Regions from separate parts of the Hordeum vulgare genome. Here region 1 is linked to region 2. The links are chromatin contacts, called in public Hi-C maps. All regions are on one chromosome and are shown on one strand. The core of a region is the stretch at or near the end of the contact, and the rest is flanking DNA. Distances in the headings are between cores, read along the strand shown.

Evidence for each region. A called contact is a pair of places that touch in the nucleus more often than the background predicts.
Region 1: a contact with region 2 is called in a Hi-C map of seedling, with 3 times the contacts expected there. The contact joins the promoter of LOC123448187 here to the promoter of LOC123448184 in region 2. A contact is called at or near these places in 1 of 6 Hi-C or Micro-C datasets (seedling) and 1 of 1 datasets of contacts at active chromatin or transcription factors (embryo).

Annotation. Positions count from the first base shown.
Region 1 is chr4H:145,143,123-145,148,615 of MorexV3_pseudomolecules_assembly, reverse strand. LOC123448187 (alpha-L-arabinofuranosidase 1-like) reads right to left here and starts at 2,114. Exons shown (of 18, transcript XM_045125000.1): 1 at 2,005-2,114; 2 at 1,451-1,653; 3 at 1,299-1,353; 4 at 536-732; 5 at 92-213. The coding sequence starts at 1,636. It overlaps LOC123448188 (a long non-coding RNA gene), which reads left to right and starts at 697. Exons shown (of 2, transcript XR_006631623.1): 1 at 697-789; 2 at 873-1,186.
Region 2 is chr4H:144,740,785-144,745,602 of MorexV3_pseudomolecules_assembly, reverse strand. It overlaps LOC123448184 (heterogeneous nuclear ribonucleoprotein Q-like), which reads left to right and starts at 2,361. Exons shown (of 10, transcript XM_045124995.1): 1 at 2,361-2,443; 2 at 3,109-3,210; 3 at 3,407-3,865; 4 at 3,940-4,050; 5 at 4,543-4,683; 6 at 4,783-4,818. The coding sequence starts at 3,434. LOC123448185 (50S ribosomal protein L24) reads right to left here and starts at 2,131. Exons shown (of 5, transcript XM_045124997.1): 1 at 1,928-2,131; 2 at 1,733-1,828; 3 at 415-518; 4 at 193-329. The coding sequence starts at 1,987.

The sequences.
Region 1 (5,493 bases), core at 865-3,364, 400 kb before region 2:
GTAACCACACCGTATTTAATCCTTTCAGTCTTAGTGAAAAAAATAACAAATTGAAAAATCATCTTATCTCAGTGCTAGGGAAGGTATATACACTATGACAGCTGTTGCTATATTTTGCAGTCCATCTGAACATGTGAGTGAAGCAGCTAACTCCACGGATTCTAGTGATCTGATATACATTACCAGATTATAGCTCTTCCCTTCTTCTATGTTCTGGAAGTTGAAATGGTCAGGTGCAGCACAAAACCAGAGGGGAAAAGTGGAAATGCCTCTGAGAAAAGATTGGCAGTAAAATGCCCAAGGAAGCAAAAGCACAGCATTAAATGGAGAGCTAAAATTATCCAAGGAAAATATGGATGTGGATTAGAACAGGTGAATTTATGTTTCAGTTTTACTTTTGGGAAGAAAAACATTTGACATCATTTTTCAACTGGCAATACTGTAGCTTGTAAACTGTTGACCGTAATTTTTTTTATGATTAATATTTTCATGCTGATGTAACTGTCCACTTGGTATATGGATGAATAAAACATACCATGCCCCAGAATCCTGGGTTGTAAATACCAACACCGCCAGCTGGACACTTGGCACAAAGAATTTCCATCCTTAGAGCAACGATATTTCTACTGAAACAAGATGTTCTTTCAGTCTTCACGTATATGGAGGATTCGTCACCAATGATAGACCATGGATCTATGTTTGAAGGAGTGTGAGGCCCTCCGGCTTCAAAACCTAAAGCATAATTCTGCAACAGTCAGTACTCGGCTAAACGTGAAATTTTGTCGACAGGTTATAAAAGGGAAAGGCCAAACAATTTTTTCCTGTTGTTATTGATAGTAATAATGATTTGTTTTGTTCTGCGGTGATTGCAGGACTACCTAGGGAACAGAAAACAAGAAGCAGGAAGGACTGCCAACTGTCAATATGGTACGGGAATAAAAATAGAAATATGTTCTGTTATTGTTCTTTGTACAAAATTTCGTACAATCCAGTTGCGCAAAAAGGGCACTGTACTCTCTTATTTCATAAACTGGCCATTTGGCCTATATGAATCCTTGTTATAAAGGGAAATTAGGATATAGGTCAGTGAAAATTTTCAGAGTCCCAGAAGATGTAACTAGGTGTATCACTGCCTTGTAAGTATGGCCTTTGGAGCTATGTATCAAGCGCATTTGTCTGTAACGTAGTCAAGTGCATCTAGAACTTTCTGATAACATGTTCCCTTTTTTTCTGATAACATGTTCCCAAGAGGCAGTGTACATATAACAGCTGATAGTGATAGTACGTAACAGAAGTACCTTTGTTACTGACAAGCTCCGCCCATAATCCACCAGCTCCAGCGTGGTTGATTTCCTAGAATAAATATTCAGTGGAGGAATATTGTGAACAAACAAGAATACTCAGATGGAATTTAAAAGGCAATAGTTGTTAACCAAAAGATGTTATGCACCTCAAAGAACAAGCCAAAGAGGGTTTGAGGGATCTTTCTGGCGGCCTTCCATGATGTATCGACTTGTAGCAGCGCCGTCTGAGCCCCCTCGAGCTCTGCCGCCAGCGCCAGGCACCCGCAGCTCAACGAGAGAAGAAGCAAGGAGCAGAGGATGGCATGCAAAGTTGCCGCATCCTTGCTGCCCATCCTCCCCTTACTCCAGCCTGCAGATAAGGATCGCCAGCTCAGTTCGGGATCGATCGAGCATGTACAATGGCAACAAACAGTAGAATTGCTTCCACAATAAAACCGAATAATTGGGGGCGCCGATCAAGGAAAGAAGAGAAAAACCAAGCGGCAAAGGTGAACTGGTTTGGGAAATTTAGCGGGAATAAAGCATAACACACAAGGGAAACCAAGTAAACCTCCTCCCTTAGTCATTCCATCGAACACCTCAACCTCTCAGCCATGAGGCCCGTGAACAGTACTGACCGGAGCACGGGAGCAGGGAGAAAATGACGCAGACAGAGAGGGGGACGTCGTAACGAACAAGATCGGATCATGGAACTGCTCACCTCTTGCCAACGCTCGAGGAAGGAGCGATGGGGATGCCGAGCGCGCGTGAACTGCGATGCCGCGATGGTGTTGGTGGGGAGCTCGGGGAGGAAGGGGAAGTGCCGCTGCTTAAGTAGCTCCTGCTGAGAGCCCATGACTACGAACGAGGAAGAGAAGAGAGGTGGGTGGGTTTGGTGGGTCCAAGAGAGTGGGACCGCATGCCACCTGGAGCCGGCAGCCAGCATCCTTGCGCGTATCAGCCGTTCGATGTTGATCGGGCGGCGAGCGCGTGGCGATGGGCAAGGCTCACGCTCACCTTTGGTCCTGGCTTCCCGGGCTAGGCCTGATATGTCGCGTTGTGATAGACATGTCAGTGTTGGGAGGTTTTTTGGGTGTCTGGAATTCAGTCTTTGACACAACAGGGTGTGTAATCTTTTTTATGACAAAAAGCATTCACTTCAGTCAATAAGTTAACTGGAAACGGTTGATCACCTGTTCTTGCAATGCCCCATGGATGGCACGCTTGGCGATGGTCAATTGTGCCTTTTAGTTCTGATGATGGTATGAATTTGACTTCGGTTAGTAAAATTTGTAATCGAGTTTCTAGTTTCCAATAGTTTAACATGAGTGCATTTATTTGTGCAGATGCTTTCTTTCTGGGGTTGTAGGAGAATAGATTTCAGAAGTTAGGATGATGAAATATGCTTTCTTAAAAAACAATGACAGTCGTATCGAGGCCAAAGGGGCAAAACTGCTACTGTAAGTTGCAACCGAAGAATAGATGGATGATGTACTTTTGTTTGCACCCTAAAACCTATTGTATACAAGTATGGGCGAAAGAAGAGAACTTTTTGCTACTGCTAGCTACGAGGGAGAGGCCATCTTTATACGAATAACATCTTACAAAAAAATGAAACTGAGTTTATTTTTAAAATTTCAAAGCAATCAAAGCAAAAAATATGGTGACCCTACCACCGAATCCGTTACCTAATTTAGTTGACCCAATTCAGTTGTAACATACAAAAATGCCCTAAAACACGACATATTAAGGAGACGTGTGTAGCCGCAACATTCTTAGTCTCACACTCTCTAAAGAAGAAATGACCGAAGGAACTTGTAGAGGTCTACTCATCCTTACTACGCAAACGCATCGACGAGATAATTTTTGCAAAACTTAAGCAGGGCCGGCCCTGAGGGGGGCGGGAGGGGTGGCCGCCCCGGGCCCCCGCAAAGTTAGGGGGCCCTCCCAGGTATTACGCCGCAGGTAGTGGCTGTAATCACGAAATCGCGAGTACGTTTCGCAGTTGTTTTTGTTCTGGCTGATAACGAGAAGCAAAAGGTAGTAGGGCCTGTATGGCTGGACCATGATTGCACATAAAAAATAGATTATTGGGTCTGGCACTTATTTGTGCGTAACTAGGGCCAGCCATCTGATGCACATAACTTCTCTCAAAAAGAATTCTACTAAGCAAAACTCATGTATCAATTAGGATCCCGCCGCTTGGAGCCCTCAAAATAAAATTAGGATCCAGCCACTGGGAGCCAACATCATGCACGTCAAACCTAGCGGCGCCGCCCTTCACCTCCTTCCAGATCGTCGAAGGTGAACAGAGAAGGTTTGCCTTAGGAGGAGGCCCCCATTGCAAGCAATAGGACTTGGCGCCGGACTTCGGCGGCACACCAAAACATCATCTGTTGATATGGGCTTTTGTAGTCGAAGTCTTCCACGGTATGCCTCATTAACAGATATATGTTTTCAGTTTAATAATGATATTTGTGGTGCCGATCTCAAACAGATTATGAAGGAAGCGATGTTTTAGATGCTGATCTTGACTAGTACTTTTCGAATGATCTGTTCGATGACCATATAGATATGGCAATTAACTCTTGATTTACTAATTTGCACAACTAGATAAGCATAACTTAAGTGCCGTTTGATTTGATTTTGAAAGATATGGATATGGAGTAATATTTGCATACCATCCATATTAACTGGCTCGTCTTTCTTAATTTTTCATATACTGCTATTTAGAAAAATTATACCTATTTATTTTGAACTATTTACAGCCATTTGGCCCCTCAAATACATTATGTACTCATATAACTATATTAAGCCTGGCACTAAACATGGCTTTGCACTCCCATGAAAAAAAATATGCTTCTTTGTCAATTTCCTCCATAGACCATCATATATGCAATGATTACGTATCTATCAATTGTTATGACGTTTATATTAAAGGGCCTCAAGATTTAGTTTCACCCCGGGCCTTTAAAATCTCAGGACCTGCCCTGAACTTAAGGGACTGTCACATGTCCATGCCTACATAATCCATTTGTAGGAGACATTCTGTGTCAATGATTGCATACATCCACATGAAGGTGTTGCTTCTAAACCATAGTCTCTCTATGGCCTGATTTGTATGGAAAGCCCTACACCATGTTGCTTGTGTCTTTTTTTATTTTCTTTATGTAAGAAATAGAAATGTGGTGGCCGCTCATCATTGCACCCCTTTGGTTGGCATCATGCCTTGATTGTCATTGCCTGTTTTTTAGGTCTCATTATATTATCACCTCTCGGAGCACTTCCTTGCGTATAAGATTGCATGCATAGTATTTTGTCTCTTACTCAATTTGCGGGCCAGAATATTTCCTCAAATCACAATAAAGGAAAACGAATATAGTCATTTGTAGGTGGTAGAGCGAGGAGCAATAATATGTGTCGTGACATGCAACGTGATGAGATGGGAACCCTATCACAGTATCACTGAATCGGTTACCTAATTAAGTTGACTCAGTTTGACCCGAACATACACAAGTGCCCTAATGCACACCATATCAGAGAGATGCGTGTAGCCGCAACATTCTTAATCTCGTGCTCTCAAAAGAACAAATAATCAAAGTACCTCGTAAAGGCCTACTCATCCTTATTAAGCAAGCCCATTGACTAGAGCATTTTTTGCAGAAGTTAAATGGGCTACCATGTATCACATGCCTATAAATTCCATACTGTATGAGCCACCATTTGTCAGGATTACATCCATCCACATGATTGTTTCTGGACCATAGTCTCTCTCTATGACCTGATTTGTACAGAAAGCCCCACTCGCATGTTGCTTGCGTCTTATTTTCATTCATTTTTAGTAAGAAATAGAGAAACAATAAATGTCAGGGCCCGCTCATAATTGTACCTCTTTGGTTGGCATCTTTTGCCTCGGTTATCATCACCTATTTTTCGAGTCTAATTATTCTGTGTCATACTTGATTTGCAGGCTAGAATATTTTCTCAAATCACAACAAAAAGGAAAATGAATATAGTCACTTGTAAGTTGTAGAGTGAGGAGCAATAACGTGTGTCGTGACATGCACCGTGACGAGATGGATACATACACGGATGATGAAACTTAGAAATGATAGCTACAGCTGACAGGTCCATTGCTTGCTGCGATGGCTCACTGGCTAGTTATGTTGGTCCCAAAAAGCATAAAAGGAAACCACTATGGCACGATAGT
Region 2 (4,818 bases), core at 1,112-3,611:
TCCAGCAACACGAGACGAAATTATGAAAAAAAAAGTCGTATTAAGTGGAGATTGGCATCATGAAGAATTCAGATGTCCACAAACAATTGCAGTATAACAAGTCAGTTAATTCTTCTCTAAACAGTATAATCATGCACTTCAAAAGCAACTAATAATGAGCAAAAAGGATCTGGTTATGGAACATGAACATACGAGATGTGGGTCTCGGCTTTTTTCTCTCCTTCAAAATTTCTGGCCGAGGTATGACAGCACCAGACGCATACATTCCCCTAGAGACCCTTACTTTAGTCCCATCTTCCAAATACTTGTATGTAGTCTTGCATGGCTTCCTGCAGACAAATAGATATTTTAGAATGTAGACAAATAAAAGATGTATCTCTAGAAAATAACGGTATCAAAAGATAAGTATCCTACCCGGTGACTGGATCAATTACTTGTACATTTGAAACATGAAGTGGAGCTTCAACTGAGAAGATCCCGCCTATATGCCCTTCTCCTTGCTTAATATGTTTCTTAACCTGAAAATATGTGAGCACACAATTACTAAGTGACTTTTCAATGCAAGAGAAACACATAAACATGCAACTAAGTACCCAGTATCCACAATTACTAAGTTTGTTGGTTGCAGTTGTCCAGTTACCCAGTATCCCCCATAAACATGCAACATCTTACAGTATATATACAAAGATTTAGAAAGACAAACATTGTGCAGTTCACAATTCCTGTTCAATATTCACTACAGCCACTTCCTCACCATATTCAAATTAATCTGCATTTATCTAACTGAGGCATTCAGCATTTGTTTGTTATGGGTTTAGGACATGTAAAAATCCAGCAAAACATCGCACGAACTTATTGTCAGTTTTTTATGGTATCTCATCGTCATTGACAATTAACTAAAAGTAAAGCATGTGACGAGGTGAGGAACATTGTAGCATAAGTACGTATAGCACTGCAACGACTTGGTAGACACCAACATGCCCAGGAAAGGAAAATATATGGTACTGTATATGCTAACCACTCAAAGGTAGATAGGCACAGACAATATTGCAACAGATCTTGCCGGGGTTGTTTTGGTCCCCTTTCCCTACCATTTTAATGAATTAGGCCTAACCTCCAGGCTTTCAAACACGCCTTAGGTGACACTTGTATTGCCTGACTTGTCCAAGATTTGACCATAAAGCCGATCTCCATCATACATATGATGATGCACTTAGGCAAACATCCTACGAGTAATATGTGCTCATTTTGTACTTCTGGTATTCTTATGTCGTTATGGATGCACAGTATGCGATGGGAAGAGTTAGATTCTCATTTACTATTTATTACAGACTTATATTAATACAGATATTATAATTATATTTTGTGGGCAGTATAGTTTTATCTCATCATTCATAAAAATTGAAGGGAAACAAAAATCCTCTGCTGCAGTAATCACCAAATAACATCTGTGCAGGCGCAGCATAGCAGCTACAACACTAGCCTTAGCCCTGAAGAATTAGCGTGCGGAATTAAGACAGACAAGTTCCCCATTCACTTTGAGTGCAGTGGGAATTTCGACAAACACCTGTAGTGCGTGCAGCACCCAGAGCACGTATCATCACATTGCATACAGCTTGTCAAAGATACGCAAATTGACACTCCCATGACACCAAAGAGTAGCACTGAATCCGAAGCAATCGCGAGAGGAGGAAGGAAGAGTGGATAGCTGTGCAGACGATTATACTATTACCAGATTCTTTCCCTCGACGATGACGCGATTCTGCGAGCGGATGACCCGCTTGATCAGCCCGCTCTCCCCCTTGTCCTTGCCCCTTATGATCATCACCTGGCGCCAAATTCAGAGAGAGAGAGAAAAGGAGATTTCAGGAGATCTCTCGAGAGCAAGGAGAGCAGCAAGAGGAGGATCTCTCGAGATGTCGCGTACGTTGTCGCCGCGGAGGATCTTCCAGTGCCTGATGAGCTTCTCCGCGGCCTTCCACCCCATTCCTGCCTCTCAGCTCAGGCTGCGGCTTGGCTTGGCTTGGCTCGATTAGGCTGGGAGGGGAGGGGAGCGAGAGTGGATGGAGAGAGACGGCGGCGCTCGCGGGAGAGGGCGGCCGGAGGAAGAAAACCACCTAGGATGGGCCTCAAAACGGGCCGGCAGAAACTGGCATGACCCACGCAGCTAGGCCGCAGGCCCGTGGCTCTCCGGTCCGGAGGCAGGCAGATCAACGGTGCTGGCCCAGTCAGCGCAGGATCGGACGGTTCGCGAGATCTCAGGGATGAGAGTGTGATGACGGAAAAGAGTGAGGGCCAGACTGCAAGTTCCTCTCTAAATGAGCCGCCACCTCGCCCTGCTCTTCTTCCTCCTCCTCCTCTAGCTAGGGCTAAGCTGACCTCCCCCACCCACCCTTCGCCGGCGGCTCCACCCCCTGCCAGATTCCGTTCACCGATATAGGAGGTAAACTCGCCAAGAGATCTGTCTATTTCTCCGGTTCCTCGCGGCCACTTTCTTCCCATGCGCCATCTCTCGTAAGCCCCGTCGCGCTAGCTTGTCCCGGCCTCCGATTCGGTCGCGATTTCGGTTCTCTGCTGCGGCAGAGGCGCCAAGTCGCCGACGACTGTCTATAGGAATACCTCGTGAAATCCCCTTGTTGCGGTTGGTTCAACTGGTAAAAGGCGTGGGCTTGCTGCTTCGATTTCTCTGCTTGTGTTTGTCCAGCTTGGGCAGACGCCCTAGTGGCATGAACCTGGGCGAAAAGGACGTGTCCTTTTGCGTCGATTGCTTTATCCAATCTGTATGGCCACTCGCTTTACTTGCGATAATGGACATCCTAGCATATCCCGCTGCAGTGTACCCCCCCCCCCCCCCCCCCCACACACATGCTTTTGCCCAATCATTTGCAGAATTAACTAGTCTCTGTAGAAGAATTACATTCGAATCTACGTATTTATCTTTCTAACTGGTCAGATTCTTGACCAGCTCCATGCTATATTTACTAGAGTTTGGTTTACCCTAGATGCTACTATTATATACGTTGTTATCTACTTCTCATAGTGTTTTTTTTCCTGTCTTTTTTCTTCTTTTCCTTCCATCCATTTCATGGATTTCAATTAAACCATCAGCCCGTTGGTTACACTTCCAATTGCATCGTCTTGGCCATCATTTGTATACTCTTTGTTTTCTTCTCTGTGCTTGTTCGGGACCGTGTTCTTGAGAACCTCCCGGTATCATCCTGGCCATACGCAATTTCTTCGTTTGTCCCTTAAGCAATTCCATGCTATCCCGTTTGGCACCTATGGATACATCCAAGTTGATATCATTGCATACCAATTGTTCTAGTTGTTTCTGTTGTTTTTCGTCCTATCCACATGTCCTCAATTTGCTCTCCCAATATTTTTGGCTCCTCTGCTCTTTCCAAAGTTGCCTTGGAACTTTGAGCTCTTCGAGATGCCTAGAAGAACAGAGGATGCTGAACCAGCTCAACCAAAAGAGTGCTTGGAGTTTGATGATAATGAAGAGGAGGAGGTAGAAGAGGAAGAAATTGAGTATGAAGAAATTGAGGAGGAGGTAGAGGAGGAGGTGGAGGAGGATGAGGATATTTTAGAGGAAGTAGAGGAGGTAGAGGAGGAGGAGGAGGAAGACCCTGAAGAAAGAGAAGTTCTTGATGAAACTGATGCTAGTCATGACAGTGACAGTAAATCGGAAGGTGTTCCTCTTCCTCGGCAGGATGGTGCCAAAGATGGGAGCGATCGAGAGAAGCATGCTGAACTTCTTGCTCTTCCTCCTCATGGATCTGAAGTATATGTTGGGGGCATCTCCAGCGATGCATCTTCTGAAGATCTCAAGAAACTATGTGAACCAATTGGCGAAGTTGTGGAAGTGAGTACCGTCTACTCTTAGGGTTAGCATTCTGATGTGTTTTTTCTGCATTCATATTCTCTTTTTTCCTGCAGGTAAGAATAATGCTGGGCAAGAAAGATAGTAGGGGATATGCTTTTGTTACTTTCAGAACTAACGATCTGGCTTTGAAGGCCATCGAGAAATTGAACAATGCAACTTTCAAGGTTTGTTTCCGTTGATCATAAAAGTTGACTATCATGTTCTCAAGTCAATGGATCATAATATACCCCTATTTATGCACTTAAGTCTTGATTTCATAGATATCGCCATATCAGCATAGTACATTACAAGCTTAAATAATTACACGTCATTTTCTGTACTCCATGCCTCCCTGGATAGCCAGGTGTAGAATACAGTTTTGTTTAAAAGAATGAAAAACGGTTAACTTCTCTACACCAGGGCACAAGCTCTTTGTACACTTGAAAACTAAACGTATAGTTTTGTTAAGAAGTAACTTTGAAGTGCCATATCTTGCTGTTGATTGTAAATTTTTATTCATTTAAATTACAGTTTTGTGGATGACTGTCACTATGATTATACTGATATTTAAAACTACATGTATGTGGAGCATATATATCGGTTCCAGTTGCATCTGTAAGCCTTTTCATTTTGAATTGTTATGCTAACTAAACTTTGTCATGTGCTTCTCGTAACAGGGAAAGAGGCTAAAAGTTTCTTCCTCCCAGGCTAAGAACAAGCTGTTTGTTGGAAATGTACCTCACAGTTGGTCACATGATGATTTCACAAAAGCAGTGAAAGAAGTTGGTCCTGGAGTATTAAAAGTTGATCTCATTAAGGTAAAGATTTTGATAATCATAACTAGGCTAGTTCCACAACTATATCGTGCACCCACACAGATAGCCTTTTAACCCTTAAAAGAGATTCTGTTTTTATAGGGCTCACATACAGATCGCAATCGGGGTTATGGTTTC